Linked DNA regions of Drosophila melanogaster: region 1 is linked to region 2. The links are chromatin contacts, called in public Hi-C maps. All regions are on one chromosome and are shown on one strand. Each heading gives the region's core, a stretch centred on a gene start, on an enhancer-like site or on the middle of the called end of the contact. The rest is flanking DNA. Distances are from core to core; before and after follow the strand shown.

Region 1 (4,996 bases), core at 371-2,870, 480 kb before region 2:
CAAATTTTTAGGCTGTTGCTTCACCTCTCTGTTCGATGGCTTCCTCTTCTTCTGACCGCAATGGTATTCAAGTTTGGAACAACAACAATGTGCAAGTTCAAAGTCAGAAAATGACAAATAACCGAAAGGCACACAAAAAACAATCCTAAACATGTTTGCTTGCATGCCGAGACACGCACATACATCAATATTCATGTATAAACAAGCTTACAGTGTAGGAAATATAAAAAATTACAAAACTAGAACTGTGATTACCCACACACATGCACAACAAGATCTGCCTACTACCTTAAATTTACTCGCTGCGATATGTGTAGCACATGAGCACACAACATATATGTTTTATAGCACTTTTAGGCGCTTTTTATTCGTTTATGCGTAAATAGAAAACGTGAACGACGTGACCAAGTGTGACCGTTGCTTATTTTCGTCGCAAATCTCGCGTGTGGTCAATTTGAACCGTTGTCAGAAACTATAGGGTCTCGAAACATGTGCAAATAATTCATTTATATCATTCAACTTATGCTGCAAATAATTGCTATTATTATTATTTTAATTAATTATCCACACTGCTTATGTTCTTCGCTCAAACAGGAGGTAATTAAATCATTGAAGGGATTTCAAAAATCTATGTATGCATTCACTACTAACTAGCTTGGTCTTTTTTTTATTTTGCGCCGCTTTATAAATTTAAAAAAATATCATTTGGAATTACACACATCACTGTGTTAAATTAAAAAGAAGATTTTTAGTGATTGTTTTCTTTGAGATATTGAAGTCGCTATCTGCTCCTATATAAATATTATTTCGAAATTATCGATTTATAGTGCGCTATACTGACAAAAAATAGGCTGAAATTCGCATGAACAAGCATATTGTGGTAAGACAAAATGAAATCAGAACTTCCCAAGAACTACGTTGGAAAATTACAAATGCCCAAAAGTATTGCTCCACAAAATATCGTAACGAAATATCGCGAAATTTGCAACACTTTTGTGCACATTCGGTGGCAACGCCGCCTAAGAAAATACCTATTGCCCCAATCGATACCTATCGATGAGCGTGGGCAGCCCTGTTTGTGCATGTGCTGCCATTCGATTTGATAACCAGCACTCCGTGCACACGTTTTTCGGCTTTCTAGAAATAATTGGGCTGCGATTCAAACTGTGAAGTGATTTTTTCTATATTTTTTTTTTGTGTGCACAAAGGCTCTTGTAATTCGAGGATTTGGCCATCGCGAGTGCGGGTGATTAAGCAGGCAGCTCCGATTGCCAGAGTTTTGCGGATGCATGGCAACACTGCCGCACGCCGGCCATGTTATTGTGATTTGTAAAAGGTGGAACGTAGACACGTGTTTAATTCGTGCAGCACTTTAGCGTTGAGAAAACGACAGTAAATCGCCAGCAAATAAGCAAAAACAATACACAACTCGCGTGTGCAGTAGATAGCTTTGAAAGCACCCAAAGATAGTGAGCAAAATAAGTTACCCAAGCGGTTCACAAAGGTAAGAAATCGCAGCACGCGGAACATAACCTAGTACAAAAAAAGTGCGTGTGTGTGTTTGCCAAAACAGAGAGATGTGACGGAAAATGGTGTCATGTTCTGTTCTGTGTGGATTTGTTCCAATGTCCGTGTCTTGAGCTCTATTCGCACCTCTTTCCCGGTACCATAGCCAACGTTTTAACTACCTTTTTTTTGTCAACTTTTTGTTAAGTGTATGACTCTGCCTTGCCGCTGTTGTTGTTGTTCCGGCAAAGTGACAGTAAGTGGTTATGGAAAAAATTTGGAGTTCAATTCGGCGATTACACAATGACAGCACTCACACACACACACACCCACAATCGCACGCATACACATGCCGAGCATAAGTGCGTCTGTGTGTGTTACAGCTTTCACCGTTAATGTTCGGTTTTTTTACGCCTGAAAGAGAACAAAGGCGAAAAGGAGCTGCCACTCCCACAAAGAAAACATTGCGTCTATGCATACATACATATGTATACACATATAAAGTAGTATATCCCCCGATTATACAATCCCCGCCCATTTTTGGCCACCATATGATCGGAAACCACGTTGCCAAGATTATAACAATGTGGACTTTTTCGGCTAGCTGGCAATGTTGTTGCACCTGATTTGTTGTTGTTTTGGTGCTCTCTTCTGGCTTGCCTCTCTGTGTCGCTCATTCTCGCTTGTTCGGGGGAATTTCAAATTTTTAGGCTGTTGCTTCACCTCCCCGTTCGACGGCTTCCTCTTCTTTTGGCCGCACTGGTATTCGAGTTTGGAGCAACAACAATGTGCAAGTTCAAAGTCAGAAAATAACAAATAACCGAAAGGCACACAAAAAACATGCCTAAACATGTTTGTTTGCATGCCGAGACACGCAGACACATCAATATTCATGTATAAACAAGCTTACAGTGTAGGAAATACAAAAAAAAAATAACAAAAACTAGAAGACCATTGCGAAGTTGTTGTGCCCTTATCTTACATTTTGTCGTTTTAATTCAAGAGTTGATACGAATACGTGTAAAACTACACTTCTCCCTGCTCTTATGCATATCCATTTATTAAGAATTTTAGGCAAAATGTGGCAAGCTTTGTCAACAAGTTTTAATACTCTAAGCAAAGGGTATAAAACGTAATCTGAAAAATTCCCGTCACCCGGTTTCGACGATTAGGAAATGCCACAGCTGTCTGGCCAGTTGCCCTTCCATGGCCATTTTATAGCACCCCACTAGGCCCCTTATCCCCCACCCCCTGCATGCTCCCATCAACCGTTGATCTGTCGCTATATGTACATTTATACATATACATATGCATATACATATACATATGTACATACATACAATGTATGTTTGTGTTTCAGTTGCTTGTCGATTGAGCTTATCATCTGACCACTGTGTAACAGGAGGACCTTTGGGCCCTAACAAAGTGACGATATTGTGGATGGGGGGAAGCGGGAGTATAGTGGGTAAATCGGTTCTATAGTGAGTAACTTAAAAGTACTAAAGATCTCATGGCTTTAAACTACTGTTCGGCATGACTTGCACTTTTCGGGCCCCGGAAATTTTGACCAAATTCGAAGGAGCGTCTTACAATCCATTTGAATGGATTTTGATTAACGGTTTTCGGATTTCTTTGTTCTAATGAGCTCGCCACTCTCTTTTCTTCTCTCCGGCTTTCTGTCTCGTTTCCGCTTGGTGGGATGAGTGTGTGTGTGGGTGGAAAGGGGCGCTAAATAAAAACTTGCCACCACGCATCCTCTCTTTTTTCGCGGGTTGGTGGGGGTATGCCGATGCGGAAGAGCGGATGGAGTGAAGAGCGGAGAATCGGTGCCGAAATAAAAAAAATAATACAAATAAAAAGCCAGAGGAATTGGCAATTAGAAGGCGTGCAAAGTAGTTTCCCTTCATATATCGAGCAGTCGATATCTCGAATCTCTCGAACAATTTCGCCGGCATATCGAAACCCAACAAAAAAAGAAAGAAAATAAACAAAAGCATAGAAGAAACTCCAAAAAATAAGCCGAAGCGAATTGATGCCATAAAACGACATAAAATACAAACGAAACCGGAAGAAGCAACGAATTCAGTTTTATCCTAGTGGTAATACAAAAACACACATTTATTTTGTGAATAGGTGATGAATTTCTGGCAAAGCTGTTGTTTTCGTAACTTTTAGTTTTGTTTTGTAATGATTTCGTAACATTTGCCATTGCCATACGTAAACGTAACGGTTTCTTCTTGCGCCTCTCTTCCGTTCTTCGCCGACGCTCTTTTGCGTTCTTGCGCACGCGCTCTTTGCATGCGATCTATCGCTCCATCTCTCTCGCTCTCTCCCGTTGCGTTTTTCCCTTCCGCGTGGCATTCAAAAATCGCTTTGCACCTTTTTCGTCGTTCTCTCTCGTTGTCTCTCTCTCTCTCGGCATTTGTGTTGTTGTCTATATTTACGTATTTATTTGTTGCTATTAATACGCAAAAGTTCAGAAAGGAAAAAACCAAAATCAAACACACTGGCAAACACACACACACACACGCACACTTATGCAGACGAGCACATGCAGGCGGGTCTCGTGACTTGCAAAACCAATTCGAAACCTTTAAATAGGTTTTTTCAAATATAACAACATGCATATGTCGTTATTTAAAAAACAACGTTCATGTGGATGGTGTTGACAAATTAGCCCTTTAATCTCACACTTTTCTTCAAAATTGATTTCATATTTGAAATTCTCGCTTAAATTTAAACGCAAATTCAAAGCTCTTTACTTTGTTTTCAAAGTTATTCTACACAAAATTGCATATTGTGTACCGTTTCTTATCTTGAGCCATGACAAGCTTTTTAAAGTAATTATATACGACGCTACTTGATTTGTAAATTGTTGCCCTGATAAGAGGTGTTCACACATTATTTCCAATTGTAAATTAAACAACAAACCATAACTTTTCCAAATATTGCACAAACAAAAGCTACTTCATTTTTATTTCAGTATTAGTGTGATCAAAATAATCCTATTTGTGTGACAGTACACAAGTATATTTTCAAATCGCACAGACTAATATAACTTCTTCTCCCTTTCAGATCTTTCAATATTCAGCGAAAATGGTATCCGGTCGTCCTCTACTCTACCTCTCACTGCCCGGTGTAGCATTTATACTCGGCGTCTTTTGGTTTCGGCGTAGATATAAAAATTGTTTAGACAAGCCCGACGACGAGGACTCATCGGCCATCAATGACTCGTCGATTGAACCAACTGTGCAGGCGCGCAAGGCCAACGGAGTCCTGCAGAATGGCAAGCTGCCACAGCAGTCGGCCAGCAAGTCGATGAACATCAACGGAACTTTAGTTAACGGTAGCGGAAGCGGTAGCGGAAGTAGCAGTGATGAGAAGGACAGCCCCACTACCATGTTGTATGGTAAATCAGCACCAATCAAAATCCAGAGCAATGGACGCACTTCAAATGGCAAGCATCAGCAGCAGATCGATTCCGAAATAC
Region 2 (4,894 bases), core at 1,566-4,065:
TTACCTGTCGCTTTATCTTTATCACTATGTTTTGTTGTTGTTTCTTTTCCTTCATTTTTTTTTCTCACTCACCTGAGCCAAAAAAATTGTCAAAATGCCAACAACAAGCCACACGAAATGTTTTTGTTGTTGTTGTGAATTTTGGTAGTAGTGGTGGTGGTTGTGGCGTTGTTTTTGTAATTGCTGCCGCTTTCGTCCATGTGTTTGTATTTGTATTTGTTGCTGCTGATGATGTGCCCGTAATTGTTGTTGTTTTCGCGTGGCACAGTCCATTTTCAAGTACAGTAAAACCCAATGATGGTCGAAGGTTTCGCAGATTGCTGGTTTTACTTTTCAAGCGGGGATGGGCGGTGTTTTGCGCTTATTGTTTTACACATGTATGTACGTTTGTATTGCATATACATTTCTGTTGGCCGTTACATGGTCATTTGTTTGTATTGCACACGCATATTACGTTTCCTCTATTACTTAATTAATATTGCACTTGTATTGCACTCTCTGTAACGGGAAACGGGAGAGCAATGATGAGCGCGATCGAGAGCGAGAGCGGCAGATGTGGGCCCATTGTAATTGTTGTTTTCTAATACGATTTCCATTAACAATCGCCGGCTAATGCACGAAAAATGATTTATGTCCAAGCGAATTTGTAACGGCACATGCGTGCGGGAGAAGAAGAAGCAGAAGCGAAAGCTGCAGGTGAAGAGCAACACTGATCGTGGAGGGGGAAGCGGCTGGCTATGGAAATGTGAGCCACGCACAAGTACAAGTGCGTGTGCATGAGCGCTGCAAGTGTGTGATTTGATGCAGACACACATGCATACATAATCACACTCACACGCATTTGTGGCTGTAACGGCGCTTCACTACAAGTACAGTGGGCCCTCCCTGCTATTGAACACGCGAGCATGTAAATCTAACGAGATTTAGAAGTTAATATATGAAATGTAAATTCAATGCAAACATATAACGAATTTGGTTAATATGCCCGACAAAGTTTCGATTAGCGAGTCTTCACTGTGGCATTACAGTTTGCTACCGTTGTTATTGTTGCTGCATTACGAAATATCCAGCAATTAACAGACAATTGTTGTTGCCGCCGCTTTTTGCACTTCATATTTGCACTACCACTAGCTGAGCAGGTGTGTGTGTAGGTGTATGTGTAAATTACAGGTACTAGGGTAATATAAATTACAATAGTAGGCGGTTAATGGTGATTGCATTAAATGCTAATTGCACGCATTTACTTTTACTCCACCCTTGCTCTCCCACTCGCTCTCTCTGCCACACACACACTCGGACACACTGATGCAATGACTAAATGCGGCGGCGCAACGGCGTCGACGTTGGCAGCGACGGCATGGACGAAAAAAAAACTAATTCACTTGACTGTTGCTCTTTTTCTTCTGCTTCCTCTCCTCTCCACCCTCTTCATCCGCTTCTTCTTGTTTTCGTTGCACACCAATTTAAAACAAACTAGTCACGTTTCGTTTTAAGCGGAAAACATAAAAACAGAATATAAACTTCTGGCGCGTCGGCGCATTTGTTTAAAAAAAAAGAAGTCACAAACAAAAAATTTAGGCTTTAGTAACCGTTATTATGCAGAAAATAAACTGACACTTTTATTGACCGACAACTTGTTACTGACAAGAAAAAAAATAAGAAAAATTGGTTGCGAAAAGGAATCGGCCACGACAAATTGAAGCGAATGACTGCACGCACTTTTCACCACTGTTCATCAATGAATTTCCACATTTTCTGCCTTTTTGGACGACCGTCGCTTAACGAATGAATATAAATACAATACAAAGGCGTGACCGCCGCGCAGTGCTGCCGAAAAACAGAAAAAAAAACCCAAAAATACTGAATAAATACCACATATTTTACACAACACAGGGTCACTCATAATTTATTTAAAATTGTTAAATTTCTTAAAGAATATATTGTTAATATTATATGACATGTTTTGCTCATGTTTGACCAAATTTGATGTTTCGTTGATTCGGAAAGCGAAATTTAATTCATGCAGTTGATATTCAACAAGTATTCGTGCAGTCACACTTTGCAATTTCAAAAATTGCAATTTGGTAATTATTTCCAATGGTATTATTATAACTTTGTCATTTTTATTACTAGTCTTCTAATAGAAAATACAATTTATTTTATATATTGATATATTTAGTAAATAAAATAATATTTTGAGCACTTGTTAAAAATGTATCCATGTTTTCATAATAAACAGAACACACCAACTCAAACAAATTTGAAAATATCTAAAATTCGTTTATATTTGCAGAGAAGGAAATACCAGGTAATAAGTGAATTAAACTGTTTTTACTGAACTTTTTACAAAAATTTTATAATTATTTTTTTATTTTTTTTTAGATATGCAATATGAAAATTATATCAAGCAAGCTTAAGAAAGTTATATGAGCACCGGCACTCAAGGCTCACAGCTCGTAGAGTAAGTAGCTATCTTATGGTATTATTATATACAGGTTCATTTTTATTTGGTTTTAAAATACATATATCTCTGTATATATAACAAGTTTTTTTTCGTAGAACCTCAGAATAATCTCGAAGTGGTTTTGTGTGGGGTTAGCTAAGACGTTTTGAGACCAAAAAATTTATTAAATTATATATCAACAAAATTTAAATTAAACGTATTCGTAAATTAAATAAAATGTAAAACAGGAGTATGACCAGCTAGCTGTATTCAGTATTTTTGTTAAATTTAATATATTTCTTTAATTCTGTTAGGTAGCTGTAGCGTTAACAGCACTAATCGATAAATTGCCGAAGCTGTTAGGAGCTAACATACAGTCACTAGCAGAACGTCAAGTTGATGTCAGTAGCAATCAAAAGTGAAAAGGAAGCGAAAAAGTGCATTTTAAACTGAAAATAAAGTGTGATAAATAACAGTTGTAAAATCGAGCGGCTCAACCAAGGTAAAGATTGCAAGTACTATTTGATTGTCACAACATATCATATATGTTAAATATGTAACATATTTAAGGAGCAACACAAGCAACATACAACTGTGGTGAATGTATCTGTGTAAATATTGCCTTGGTGTGCGTGCAGTCGGCTTCATTTTGTTTTGCTGTTGACCTTCGCAGATCGAAAATGAGTTTAAATCGAATTCGTAAAAAAAAAGCCGCTTGAACTCTTCCAATGTCAAAAGCAGCGTTCAGAAACTGCGGCAATTGTGCGAAAAACACCAGAAAATAACGCCATCAATAAGTAGCACACAATACATGCAAATGTGTTTTTTTTTCTTGTGTCTTTTGCGCGCGCTTTCTCTGCAAATGTATTACTTAACAGTCGCTCTCTACGTCCCCATATCTCTCTCTCTCTCTTTCTCGCTCTAGAAATATAAACTAAACATTTTCTGCCTTTTTACTTTCTTTTTCCGGCTTTTTCTTGTTTTTGCCTGGCTATTACGGCTCATCTGTGTGTGTGTGTGTGTATGTGTATGCAGATACCGTTATGAGAGCGAAACCTGTTTCACATTCTTATGAGAATTCCAATCAAAGTCTTTCACTTTCCGTAGCTTGTTAGGCGCAAATGAAAACAAGGTCAGCCGCTGTTAAATACGCATGTTTTTATACAATATCTATCCTCGCGTTTCCTCTGTTTTCACGCTCAATTTCGCTCGTTGTTGTTTTGCAAGTCGAAGAAGAGGAAGCGGCAGGCGTCGCTTGCACGCACACAAGCACACTCCCTTAAAATTCCATTTGCGGCGTGCATTTTTTTTTTGTGATTGCAATAACAACAACGAGCAGCGACCTAGTTTATTCCGGGGCCTTTTATGTTGCCTTAATTCGGCACGTAGACCGCCTTACAGGTGTGTGCCTGTGTGCATCTGTAAATGTAAAACATGGTGGGGCCACTTTATTTTTCGGCCACTTTCGCCGAATGATAACGTAAAAGAAGAAGAATGCAAGTGAAACAGCAACAACATAGAGCAGAAAACTTAGTGTTGTTAAGCACTGTGCAACAGGGCTACCACTTCCCATGCTATGCGTGCCTAGTCACGTATGAGATGAAAATAGTAGCAAAGGAGGATGGAGAAGAGCGACACAAAAGCGTGTGGGTGCTGTGCTGCAATAAAACCGCTATAAATAGATATGAGAAGCCGCAACAGCTGCGCGGCACGTTTTCAGCTTTATCTTTATCAGTCGCAGTTCAAACAAAGAATATCAACAAAAGAGCGTGTTATAATTGTTGCGCTTCATATTTGCATATCATATGTATTGCTTAATTCGCATTCATTCCCTGCCGGCATCGAACTTCTGCTTCTGTTATGAACAGTGGCGTATTGCGATATTATTTTCAACAATCTACCGTTTAGCTATTTATTTGTTTACTGATATATAGGCCAAATATACTGACTAATATAGGTTTGGAAAACATTCATTGGATATCCCTTTTGTAACGCTCCTGGTTGTAACAAACACTTTTTTCCTTCTCCCTTTTATACAACCGGAATTTTTCGCTGTTGCCTTTGCTGTGCGCATTCTCACGTACACACACGCACCGCACGCGTGCGAGCGAGACGGCAATGCTCAGCTGCTCGCGTTATCACTGCATTCTCCTTGTACACCATTTCGTACATGCGTCGGTTTTAGAGGTGGAGAAACATCGACGTTTAAACGATGATTTATCGAAAAACACCGATGTTTGTGATTTTTTGAAAATATCGATGTTTGGCATCGATGTGTCTCCACCACCTCTAGTCGATTTTCGTCAGTTTCATCAGTTGGCCCTTGGGGTTTCTTGCGTGCGCACGTGTTTTAGTTTTTCTCCTCCACTAACCTTTAAATTTGAAGAATGGCAAAAAAAAAAAAAAAAAAAATGATATAAATTGTGTGTAATTGAATAGCAACAAAAATGT

The links. Hi-C and Micro-C count contacts between places; a contact is called where the count stands out from the background.
Region 1: a Hi-C map of the Kc167 cell line shows a contact between it and region 2, with 2.3 times the contacts expected there. The contact joins the promoter of spoon here to the promoter of CG44774 in region 2. A contact is called at or near these places in 3 of 107 Hi-C or Micro-C datasets (the Kc167 cell line, the OSC cell line and the Sg4 cell line) and 1 of 6 datasets of contacts at active chromatin or transcription factors (the Kc167 cell line).

The regions. Positions count from the first base shown.
Region 1 is chrX:5,416,960-5,421,955 of dm6, reverse strand. It overlaps spoon (spoonbill), which reads left to right and starts at 1,620. Exons shown (of 5, transcript NM_167034.2): 1 at 1,620-1,762; 2 at 4,582-4,996. The coding sequence starts at 1,718. Usp16-45 (Ubiquitin specific protease 16/45) reads right to left here and starts at 423. Exons shown (of 5, transcript NM_167037.2): 1 at 289-423.
Region 2 is chrX:4,936,026-4,940,919 of dm6, reverse strand. CG44774 reads left to right here and starts at 2,815. Exons shown (of 4, transcript NM_001103410.3): 1 at 2,815-2,945. It overlaps Ptp4E (Protein tyrosine phosphatase 4E), which reads right to left and starts at 1,792. Exons shown (of 12, transcript NM_080337.3): 1 at 1,720-1,792; 2 at 73-498. The coding sequence starts at 273.